Linked DNA regions of Cricetulus griseus: region 2 is linked to region 1. The links are chromatin contacts, called in public Hi-C maps. All regions are on one chromosome and are shown on one strand. The core of a region is the stretch at or near the end of the contact, and the rest is flanking DNA. Distances in the headings are between cores, read along the strand shown.

Region 1 (6,099 bases), core at 380-2,879:
TCTAAAGTCAGACTTGAGGACTATAAAGTCAGACTTGTATTGACAGTTAAAATGACATTCCATCAAGCACAAAAAACAAGGCAATGCTATTTTTTTGGGGGCAGAGCCTTGAGACTGGGTTTCCTTATGTAGTCCAGGCTGGTTATGAACTTCAAGGAAGCGCCATCATGCCTGGCTCTCTCTATGTAGTTCATCAAAACCAGCTTTCGATACAGGAGACCCTGTAATGAGAGAAGGGGGTGGGGGAAAACAACACCCTACTAGGCAAACAAAGAGTTAAATATTTCCAGTCTGCACACACACGTACTCACTCAGCTTTGCTGGGCTTATCTGTAACTCTAATAGTGAATGGAGTTGGAATCTGAAAGTTCTGGACTGCTTTGTAGTTGTATTTTACTTTATTCATTGAGGGCAGTAAAAGGAAAAAGCAGGTGGAATTATGAACCAGCAGTTCAGCATCTCTCATTTTTTTTTCTTTTCGCCCCCCCCCCCCCGCCTCGCCATCCATTTGGCCGTATTAAACAGCTATGGGTCGGTAGCCAGGCTTCTACATGCTAACGACGCCTCTAAGTGCTTTCGCTCACTCTGAGCCTCCCTCCCTGTTCTCCGTGGAAGCCTGAGTTCGCAGAAGTCTCTCAGTTTCTTCAAGTGTTCGCCAGATTCTGAGCAGCAACAGACTCGGGAAGCCTCGAGTCACGTCGCAACATTGGCTTGAGAATTCTTTTTGCGTCCTATATTAGTCCAGAAAGGTGACGCCGGTATCCGCAGCGCCGTTCCCCGAGGGAACTCCAGCAACACCCACCTCAGGCTCTAACAATTTTGCTTCCTTAGCTGCGTTTGCTAAAGTTGCCTCAAATCTTCCCTATCCTTTTGCCAAAAGAGCGCCAGGTCTCCCTTTGCTCTCCAGCTGGCCCGTGTCAGATCATTGTGAATCGCTGACAGCGGAGAACGGTGTGGTCGTAGGGGACAGCGCAGAGTGACCACCCCTGAATTACGTAACAAAAAACCGTAGCAGCAGCAGAGGGCGAGCCTGACGCTGAGACATTCCAGGGGGAAGGGAGTTGCTGTCCTGGACTAGCCAGTTCCCAGAAACCGACAGGGGAAGGTGGCTGAGATAAAGAAAACACTTCGGGGACAAGAATATTCAACAGCCTCAGAACCTACAGCATTATTAACAATCGGTGAAACACGAGTAGCAATTTCTTGCAGGGAATTGCAGCCTTCCAACTTTTGCACTGAAATACGGGAGGTGTACCCGGAGCGGGGGTGGGGTGGGGAGGTAAAGACGGTGATATATGAAGTCCAAAGCTAATGAATGGGATTTAATGGTTTTGATGGCCCTATGTAAATATTCCTGCTCAGGAGCGCAAACTCTCTGCAGTTATTTAGTAAAGTAGGGGCTCAAACTAAGAGAGAATTCTCTCCCATGTGTGTCCACTAGCCCCAATCAGCAAGGGCGCTACTAACACTGTACTGCCCCTTTAAGACCTGCTCGCTCTCGGGCTCTACAAAAGGGAGTGACCTCTGGGCTTTGACAGCTCCCCTAATAACTACCACCACGTAGGCCCCGCCTACCTGGCGACCAGCCGCGGCGATTGGCCTGCAGGCCGGTATCCCGTGCTCTGATTGGCCTGCCGCTTCCCCTGAGCGAACCTTTAGAACTCTGAGACAGACAATATTCTGTTACATTGTAGCAAAATGGCGACTGTCATTCACAACCCCCTGAAAGCGTAAGTAAGACTAAAAAATGTACATATTCCGCGTGGTTTCAATATGAAAAAAAGGCGCCTTGCGGAGCGCAGCCGGCGCCCGGCTCTTGCAGACGCCTCCCGCTGCGCCCGGGCTCCTCTTTTCTTCTGCTCTTACTTCTTCATCTTTTTTTTTTTTTTTTCCTCCCAGCGCGCAGAAATGTCAGGAGATGCAATTAACAAAAAGAAAATTGTTACATCTGTGTTCTGCTTAATTGACTGACCCGGACCGGGAGGGAGCCCGGAGCGGCGGCGGCGGCTCCGGAGCTGCGGGGGTCTAGAGCAGCTCGGGCTGCACGGTCCCCGGAGTCCTCTGCCTCTCCCGGCACCTCGCGGGGCTGGCCGAGCCCGGTCGGAGCGCGGGGCAGGGGCCGCGTCGTGCGCTCCGCTGAGCCCTGAGCTTCAAGCCCGAGGCTTCCCAGCTCCGCGGCTCGTCGGTCCGCCCGGGCGGGCTGATCAACCGCTGCAGCTGCGGAGTTTGCTGGGCGTTCGCTCTGCCTTCCGAGCTCTCGCAGGGAGTTTGTGCAAACCTTCCGGAGTTGGGAGGACAGCGCGCGGAGCGGCGGGTCTCGGGAGTCCTGGGGCCCAGGTGCTAGCCCCGGGCTTTTCCACTCGAGCAGCCGGGGGATCAGGGAGGCGCTCCGGGCGGTCACCGGTGTGTCTGCGTATTTGTGGGCGAACTGGCGGTAGTAAATTAACGACCTGGATTAACTTGGGGGTTGATGTGGAGGCAGGGAAGCTGCAGGTCTTATGAATGGTGTGTTTGCCTGCTTTGGGTGAAAAGCCGAGGTAGGCGGAGGCGGTTCGGGGCTCTGGCGACAACGAGGGGCAGGTGCCTCCGGGAGACTTTGAGCGGACAGAGGGGGGCGGGCTGCGCGAGGATTCGCGGGGGCCGGTCCCCGGTCGGAGCTGCCTGCCTGCCTGCCTGCCTTCCTTCCTTCCTTCCTTCCTTCCTTCCTTCCTTCCTTCCTTCCTTCCTCCCTCCTTCCTCCCTTCCCTTCCTTCCTTCCCTTCCTTCCCTTTCTTCCTTCCCTTCCCTCCAGTCGGTGAACTGTGAATGTGAAGCCGCCAAGTCCGCGAGCGATCGTGGAGCCGCGGGTGGCCTCGGAAAACTAGTGTGGCTCTCAAGGGGCGCTATTGGCAGGGATGTTGGCAGAGGGTGGATCCCTGGGAATTGCTGCGCGGTGTGGGCTCCGGTCGGTGCCGGTTGTACTAGGACTTCCCCGCCCGGTGAAAGCCTCTGGGAGTAGGAGGGTGCGCGTGGGTGTTTCGTGCCAATTCTTCCCAATTTGTGGCGGTGGTCGACCCTGGCTCTTTTAACTGCCTGCTACAGCGTCCTAACCCGTGGAGTCAAAAACACGGTTCGCTTTGGAGAGCAGCAAGGCAGTGCGGGGGGGATTCCTAGTGCCAAGAAACGCCTAGGGAGAACCCGCTGCGTTTGCACCAGCTAGCAACCAGGAATAGGGCAGGGATGTCCCAGATCTCGGAGTTTCCACGAGATAATGCGGTAAAGAAGACACTGGAGGCTGAGCCTGATGCGAGTTCCTGGCTCCAGTTCTCGCTCGGAAGCTCAGCTACTTTGCACTCGCGACAGCATTTCACCTAAGAGAGAAAATGTTTTATGGCAGAATAAATGGGCGTAACTTCGCCGCGTCCTCGCCGACTCGCGCCGCCACACCGCTGATGCCAGGAGTTTCTCCAGAACCCACACAGCTGATTTGCAATTTCCTCATTTCCAGCCGAAATCACGTAGTCGAGCTGATGCTGCTTGGTAAACTGAAGTCTGAGAGTTCTATTTACTATGTGTATGGGGTTCCTTATTGGGAAAGCGGTCTCCTTGATGCCCGGGAGCGGGCTTACGCTCGGGCGCGCGCAGGAGCTCCACGCTCCAGGGTTCCCCAGATCGTTTCACTTTTTTTTTTTTTTTTTTTTTGACATAGAAGCCTGCGAGTGTAGGGGTAATGGGGGAAGGGACAGAGCAGCAAGAAGGTGGCCAATCTCGGTAGTGAAATTAGTTCTGAATTACACGTGTACTCCTTAATAATTGGAAACACCGTGGGATGCATTTGTAACTCCGTCTTGGCACACACACGTACACGGGAGCTCACACACATCACCACTGCCTGCCTTTCCTAGGAAGGAGTCAAGCCGTCACTTTGTAATTATCCGCCCCCTTTTGCATCCCATCCTCTCCCCCAACCCCTAGGGCTAAGGGTGTAAACAATAACCCCAACGGCCAAGGGTTTTGCAGCCTGGATATTTTAAAAACTCCGCACGCAGGAGCACACGCGTCGTTACTGGGAGACCGACGTCATCTGCTTCTATTATTATTATTATTATTTTTAAAAACTTGTTTAATAAAACATCTTGTATATTTCATTTGTTTTTAGAAGTTGCTGTTCAGGAAACAAAACACACGTGAATAAATTATGCATGGGCTAAATTAGAACAAAGCGCAGCGACACAGCAAGCCGAAGGGATGGATGGGGGCGCAGGGAGGAGGAGCAATGAGAATGGTTTGGAGAGCTTATGTGTTTATCCTTGTGTGCCCCTCCTGACAATGAACCGGAGCTCCAAACCGCATTAGCATTTTCTCCGTGTGCGTGCAGTCTCTCTCGTCTTAAAAAGGCAACACCACGGACGCCCCCTACAGAAACTGGTCACACAAAGATTTCCTCTTGGACTGCGGGATAAGTAGCAGTAGTTAGGGTATGGGGAAAAGCCAGCTCAGGTTTCTTTCATGCAATCTTGTGCAGGGCTCTGCCTTCTTAGACTATGGGTTACTTTTCATCTTGCTAGCCTTTTTTTTTTTTTTTTTTTTTTTTTTTTCCCATGTGGGGCATTCAATAATTCAATTCACTGGGTGACTGGATGGTTAACTTGAATGTCTTTGCTTTGCATAGGGTGGGGGTGGGGGTGGGGGTGGGGGTGGGGGTGGGGGTGTCTTCTGTAGGGTTCCAAGCGCCTGAAAACAGCCTTTCTTGGTAGTTTGCCTTTCTTCCTGGCTATCTTTAATCTCCCCTCAACTCCCCTTGTTGCTTTCACCCTTTCCTCTCTGAAGCTGACAGTCTGGCTTCTCCGTTGTAGCCTTTAACTTCTTGTTACTGCCCAACAGGGTGTGTTAGAGGCAGAAAGAGGAGCTGCCTGGACAGATTAGATCAGAAAGGAGACTCGGCAGGTGGCCCTACAACAAAGTGGTCACATCTGGACAAATATAATTCAAAAGCACGGATGGACATGTGTGGTGTGTAAATGTGTGTTGTGTGCTGTTTAAATTAGCAGCTACATTGTCTGAGTGCAGATTGTTGGAGTCATCCTCAATTTCTGTATACAGAGGTAAGGGCCACAGACGGATTTGAAAAAGGCATGTGTGTGTGAGAGTTACTATTGTATACTTGTTGATTTCTGTATACTTAGGAAATAAATGCTTAAATTAAAAAAAATACTTATTTTAGCTGGGCATGGTGGCACATGCCTTTAATTCCAGCACTTGGAAGCCAGAGGCAGGCAGGTCTCAGTGAGTTCGTGTCCAGACTAGCTACATAGTGAGTTCCAGGACATCCAGAGCTACATAGAGAGAACCTGTTAAAAAATTACTATTTTATGTGTGTATATTTTGATCTGGTGAGGTACTGTTACAAGTGCAAGTGTGTGTGTGTGTGTGTGTGTGTGTATGTATGTGTGTGTTGTCAGAGGACAACTTTGGAGTCATTTCTACTTCTATGAGTTGTGAGGATTGAACTCAGCTCAGACTTGGAAGCAAGCAAGGTTACTTGCTGAGCTATCTCTCCTTTCCTTATAATACTTTTTTTGTAAGTTCTAACCTTAATATTCTAGTTTAGGTAAATCACCTTCCCCCATGTCTGCCAACAGCACTTTAGACAGAGCAATCTCTCAGTGACTTCTCGAAACTCTGGCCATAAGCACTTAAACTGGGAATGCCTGCCACCTTCTGCCAGACTTGATCATGTACATATGTATCTATTTTTATAACTCCAAGCTCAGAGAGGAATAAATGCTATCATTACTTAATTACTCTAGTTAGGGCTTTAATACTTTAATTATTTGATTTTAAACAATGAGAAAAGCAAACTACTTAGTCATGTTTGTCACTATGATTCCATGTACACAGTTGCATCAAAACTTTACTTTGTAAAGAGTTACCCTAGCTTGGAGGTCAGTGCTGTTATTTATGCTTTATTATTAAGGACATAACTCTGAGAGAAGTAAATGTTTACTTAGTCGAGATCCAACATGGCTCATGTGTATAGATGGACCCCAAGTTTTCATCTTCCTATCTGTTCTCTGATGTGGATGATGTGTGTTCTAATCTAAAGTGGGTTTGGGGCAC
Region 2 (5,719 bases), core at 794-3,293, 180 kb after region 1:
TGCATAATTCCTACTCCATCTTTGGAGTTATTTATGAAAATATTAGGTCACCTTGGACCCCAAACACCTCTCTCTGGATTTGTGTGGGTTGGTAATAGCTACTTTTTTTTTTTTTCAGATGCAGTTGTGCTTAACCCTTCCTAGTATGTGTTCTTGGATGCAGTTGGTGTCCTTTGATGTTGTTGGTTCAGGCTTCATTTTCACAATGGGTGGCTGAAATATTGTCTTAGTGGATAACTTGAGGTGATAGAGGTTTACTTCTTGCCGTTCATCCAGCCATTGGATTTATTTCATCTCATAAATATTAAATCATCTAAATGTAGTTTTGTTTTTCACCCAGTTTTTGGTGTGCACATGGATACTTCGTTTTCCTAACAAGTAACCAATCTCTATTAATTATCTTGAAATTTTACTGAGGCGGAAGCTTGAAGTTCTGTGTCTTCCCTTTCTGTTTTTTATCTCAGGAAACAGAAATGGGCTTTGTGGGGGAGTCTGTTGGTGTTTATGGATCTGGACCACTTGTGCAGACGTAACCTAGACACTCATGAAAATGCAGATTCCAGTGTTTCAGGGCAGACTTCCTCCATCAGAATTATAGGGGCCTGCCTGGAGCCCACATGTTCCTGCACCTCTCAGGGGATTCATGTGTTGATGTGTGAGAATGGCTGTTTCTCCTCATTCCAATCTGAAGGCCCTGGACCATCCAGCCCTTTTAATGTCCCTTCCTGGATCTCTCTCTCTTGGATGCATATGTATGTGTTATATGTGCACATGGCTGCACACATGCATGCACACCTGGAAACCAGAGAAGGACATCAGATACTCCATTTTATTCCTTTCTGGCAGGGTTTGTCTCTCTCTGATCCTGGAACTAGGCTGGCAGCCAGCAAGCCCCAGCAATCCTTCCATTTGCAACCCCATCCAGTGCCGGGGCTATAGACGCCCATCCTGCCACAGTATTTTACATGGGTGGTGGGATCAGAACTCAGGACCTTATTCTTGTAGAGCTTTTACCCACTAAGCCATCTTACCAGCTCTCAAGCCTAGAAATCTTATGGCCCCTGGCTCCTCTAGGCAGCCGGCTACTGGCTTGCCTTGCTGTTTTGCTTGGCTTCCTTTAAATCTTTCCTTGGTAGTTCTTTAAGCAATAATAAAGTTCAGCCATCCAGTCTAAAGCACAGCGCTACCACACCTGATTTTAATTTACTCAGTAGCATAAAACCCTAATAGTACCATCATCACAAGTTCTAGCTGGGGTGTTAAGTGGGGACAGGCATGCAGGGAATCCTTGGGTGCGGGCTCCTGGTATGTGTACAAAGTCATTGCCTGAGTTGCTCAGCCTTGTCCTAGGGGCTTCCAGGTCTGAATTGCTCTGTAGCACCCTTGTCATCAGGTCCTAAGGAGAAGCCTACTTTCATATTCTTGTTGTTCCAGGACCACGCCAGAGAAGAAGATGGTGCTGACTGGGAACATGAAGTATCTATGTGATAGGCATTTTGGGAGAACCTCTGTGTTTTTGCAGGACACAGGGAATTTTCTTCTGACTTACAGTAACAGTCTTGTTAGTGTGTGCCTATAGCATGCAGAGGAGTGTGTCTGGCCTTTTGTAAAGACTCCATAACCACCCACAGTAAGCTTGAGCCACAGACACAGCTAAGCCTCACTTCTGTGAAGAAACCCAGGGCTCACAGAGGTGAAGGGACTTCCCCAGGTCACAGAGCTGGTCAACAGTAACCCCACTTCCTTAAGAAATGTTACAGTCTAGGTCTGGTTTATTCTAGGTTTGGTTTAGAGTGTCCTCCTACCATGGAGTTCTCCCAAGAACTGAGGGAAATATTGTCTTAGGAATTAGCTAATAAACATGCATTCTTTATTTATGAGCCAGGATCCTGTGTGCTACTAATGGGTGGCTTCTAGGATTAGATTGGTAAGCTGCAGTCAGGTAGCAATTGTAATTGAATGGATTGCATGGTTCCTCGGCTTTTAAATTGAAATCTATTAAAATTACACAACACTAGAGCATTAGTGTACGTTAGTGACACATCTGAGTGTGACTCGCCTCTGAGTCACACTTGGTGTTGACACATCAAGAAGGTCCACTCAGCACCAATTCTCTGTCAGTAGGATCTTTGGCCTGCAACTTTTTAATGTCCACGCCACAAGGGTGATCTCTCTTAGAAACCCAGTTGGAGGTATCTATTACGTAGTTCGTTTGTTTGCTTGTTTTTTCTCCTTACCGTGATAAAAATACTGAACTGAAGCTTCTGAAGCAGTAAGGGTTTACTTCGGCTCCTGCTTTGGAAGTGTATAGTCAGTCCATCATGGCAGGCAGGGCATGATAAAGTTCATGTTGTCTCGAGAATGTGGCAGTGGGCACAGGAGCCTGCCTGTCCACATCATAGCAGATCAGGAAATAGAGTGCGTGTGTGTGGAACAGCACCAAGCTATAACTGTTAGAGATCGACCAGCAGTCAGTATAGGTTTTCTTTATTCAGATACACCAGCCAAGCACAAGCCAGAGCTTGCCCAGAGGCAGCAAGGCAGGGAGGCCAGAGAGAAGGGGTCCCCAGGTGTCTGCAGCCCTTTAAGAACCTATCCTGACCTCCCCTTGACCATGCCCTTGACAGGCGTCGTCAAGCACACCTGTAGCCAGCCCTTAGGAGGCGTGGTTACAGTGTCTCCCTACATATAACTTTTCAGATCTGCTGCCTCAGTGACCTACTTGTATTGTAAAAGGTCCACATTTCCTCAAGACAGTGCCATCAGCTTGAGGACCAAGTGCTCCGTGAGTCAGGGTTGGGTGGAGGGAGCCTTTCCCACAACAGCCAGTGGTACCATGTCTGTAGGGGCCGTGTCAGAGTAAGGCCTGGGGTCTCTGCCTGCCCTGAACATCTGCTGTCTGCCATGTTTATTCCAGAGGGAGAAGGGGAGAGGGAGAAGTGAGTCTCCGTTCAATTCTGTTAGTGACATTTCCTCCTTGTGTCTCTCAGAGCTCTGGGCCTCCCTGATCAGCACCCCTGGCACTGAGGGCTCCTTTTCCCCCACACAGTGAGGTTGTCTTCCCAGACCAGATGTCTCAGGAACAGAAAGGAGCGGTGCATTGTGGGACATCAGGGGGTTTAGGCCATGAGTGGGAGGAGCTGTGGGCTGGGTGACTGGTGGGATGGGCAGCCAAAGGGGTCCTGGGAAATCTGCTCTCCCCTCAGCTTCCTTCAGATACATCGCTATGGTTTCATTAAAGCAGGGGGATTCAGGTGACTATTTCTGTCTTATTAAAATTTCCTTTGGAGGGCATGAAGGCCAGCATTCTCTGAGGCTCATGTATTTTGTGCTTCAAACCATGGCAAAAAAAAAAAAAAAAGAAGCCAATAACTTGGCCTTCAGGCTTGCTGCTCTTGTGCAGCGGCTTGCCCATCACTCAGTTGTCTCTGGCTGTTATCGCGCAGATCCTTGGATATGTGTGTATGAGGGGTGGCAGAGGAGGCCCAGTGGTCCAGAAACTTGATTTGTGGAGCAGAGCCTGTGGGAGGGATGGGTCACTAGAGATGGAATGCATTTGTCCCCAGTAAGCTGGGCCTGTTTAAATATGTAAATGTCATTATATCCTGGACATAGGTGGCAGTGTCCCTGCAGGGCTGGCCAGAGGCAGGGTTGGGAAGTTTGTGTTTGGTGCATACCCTCCACCTTGCCTCCCTCTGTTTTCTCTGCCTTGCTCCTTGGCCCTGGTGTCCCTACTCTTGGATGTCCTTGCCTTACCGATTCTTCCCTCTAAGCATGTCACCATGGCCACCTGTGTCCTCTGGAATTACTTTCTCATCCATAAGAACCTCCTTATCCATGATGCTAACAGGTTCTTTTCACTTCTGAAAGTAACTTTTTTCTATGGAAATAGTACTCGGGCAGGGAAAGCAGAGGCTGTAGGTTAAGTCAAGAAGGGGAAAATAAATCTGTTATCATCTTAGTCCTCAAAGGGAACTCAGTCTGCAGTTTTTGTAGGATTCTCCAGGATTTATTCCCTCCCTCCCCAATTCTCCTCTTGCCTTCCACTCACCAGTACAAGTCAATAATATCTTTTCATGTCAATAGATATGTTTCTATGGCAGCAATCCTAGGGCTATATAGTATTCTACAATGTGGACATGCCACAGCTTATGATCTTTCTGGTGTGTGTGGTCAGTAGTCAACTTGATAAATGCTTGGTTTAGAGTAAGTTCACTATTAACAACATTGCAGCAATTTCTTCACATAGTTTTGTCTTTTTTATTAGCAGGTATTAATTATATATAATAATGGTTTCATTATGGCACTTTTCACAAGGGAATATAATGTATTTTGATCATGTCCTTCTCCTATTACCCCCTTCCATCCCCTTCTTACTCCCATGGACCCATTTTCTCTTTCCAACTGACCTCTCTTCTACTGTCATACTCATTTTTATTCATATTTGTTAACCCAATGAGTTTAATTACAGTTACCTACATGACCCCTAGTCAGGGGTCATTATAGGAGCACGGGCATCTTCTAGAGCTATACCGCTAAAGAAAATATCTTCCTCTTCCTCATGAGTGGCCTACTAGTAGCTCCATGGGGAGGGGTGGATTCCCATGAGCTCTTCCTCCACCCACAATGGAATGTTAACAGGCCCAGTCTTTGAATAATGTTTTATTATTTCCTCAAAGCAGAACCATGAGGTCAAAGGGCTTGGTGCTAGTCATGGTGTGGTGTGTGGCTTGAGCCAGGTGGGAGAGCTGAACACTACCCTGACTGGAATAAAATGATTGAAGCCATGCTGTGGCTCTGCCACTTGCTGTCTGGGACTTGGAGAAGATGACTTGTGGTGGGTGTCAAGTCCTCCGTGTGAAAGCAGGAAGGGTACCTGACTGAGCTGGCTAACTACAATGACATATATGTTATGTTTGAAGAAATATTTCTCCCACCTTAATTTCCTCTTTCTTAGTATACCTGGGGGCACCAGGCTTGTCATACAAGGAAGGATTTAGTTGAACAGATACTAGATGTTCTAGGGGCCAGAGTAGAACTAAGTGTGTGTGTAGAAGGTGATGTGTGGTCAGAGACACATCCTGAGGTCAGTCAGAGTTAAATAAGCCCAGAGTGAATGGATTCCTGTCTCCAGGGACAGAAGAGTTTATGTACAGGGGTGGAGAGAGTCTAGGTCTAGAATGTTCTATGGGTTTTCTCTATATGAGCTGTTTCCTTTTCACGGCAGGGTCATGAGATAGAAACTGTGGTCACCTTCATCTTCTAGACAAAGGCTGGGGAGAAGATGCCCATGGGCACAGGAAGATGCCCATGCTCCTACAAATAACTCCCAGGGTCACACAGGGAATAAATGGGGAGGTGGAATTTAATTGTAGCTGTGGGTCTCTTCCTACCTCTCCATCCACAGACATAGATGCTCTCTACAGGGAGATTGAGTGTGCCTCCCATGAGGCTTCCTCTAAAATTGTGTGGTCACAGTTGCCTGTGTGTTTATCATCTCGGGCTAGACAGTGTACCATCTTGGGGGCAAGGATTGCGGCCATTGGCACCATATCCCTGGCACAGCAGTATTCCAGAGCCCTTGGTGAATGGGTGGAGAAGGGGACATGCTAGGGATGGAGACAGACTACCTTGTCTGGAGCAGAGTGTGTGTGAGTGTCTATAGCAGGAGAGGCTTATGGGGACATCAGGCTGGGCTTGTCTGGAGGTGATTGCACTG

What was found. A called contact is a pair of places that touch in the nucleus more often than the background predicts.
Region 2: a Hi-C map of the CHO-K1 cell line shows a contact between it and region 1, with 3 times the contacts expected there. The contact joins the enhancer-like site here to the promoter of Dpf3 in region 1. A contact is called at or near these places in 2 of 8 Hi-C or Micro-C datasets (both in the CHO-K1 cell line).

The regions. Positions count from the first base shown.
Region 1 is chr5:120,235,279-120,241,377 of CriGri-PICRH-1.0, forward strand. It overlaps Dpf3 (zinc finger protein DPF3), which reads left to right and starts at 1,630. Exons shown (of 11, transcript XM_027418438.2): 1 at 1,630-1,730. The coding sequence starts at 1,699.
Region 2 is chr5:120,414,303-120,420,021 of CriGri-PICRH-1.0, forward strand. The region is part of intron 6 of Dpf3 (zinc finger protein DPF3); the gene reads left to right. Among named protein-coding and RNA genes, the nearest start is that of Trnak-uuu, 65 kb to the right of the region's middle. Within about 2 kb of position 2,044, at least 3 of the 6 cell types and tissues checked have open chromatin away from gene starts, as enhancers often do. A contact at or near this core is called in the CHO-K1 cell line, where this site is marked.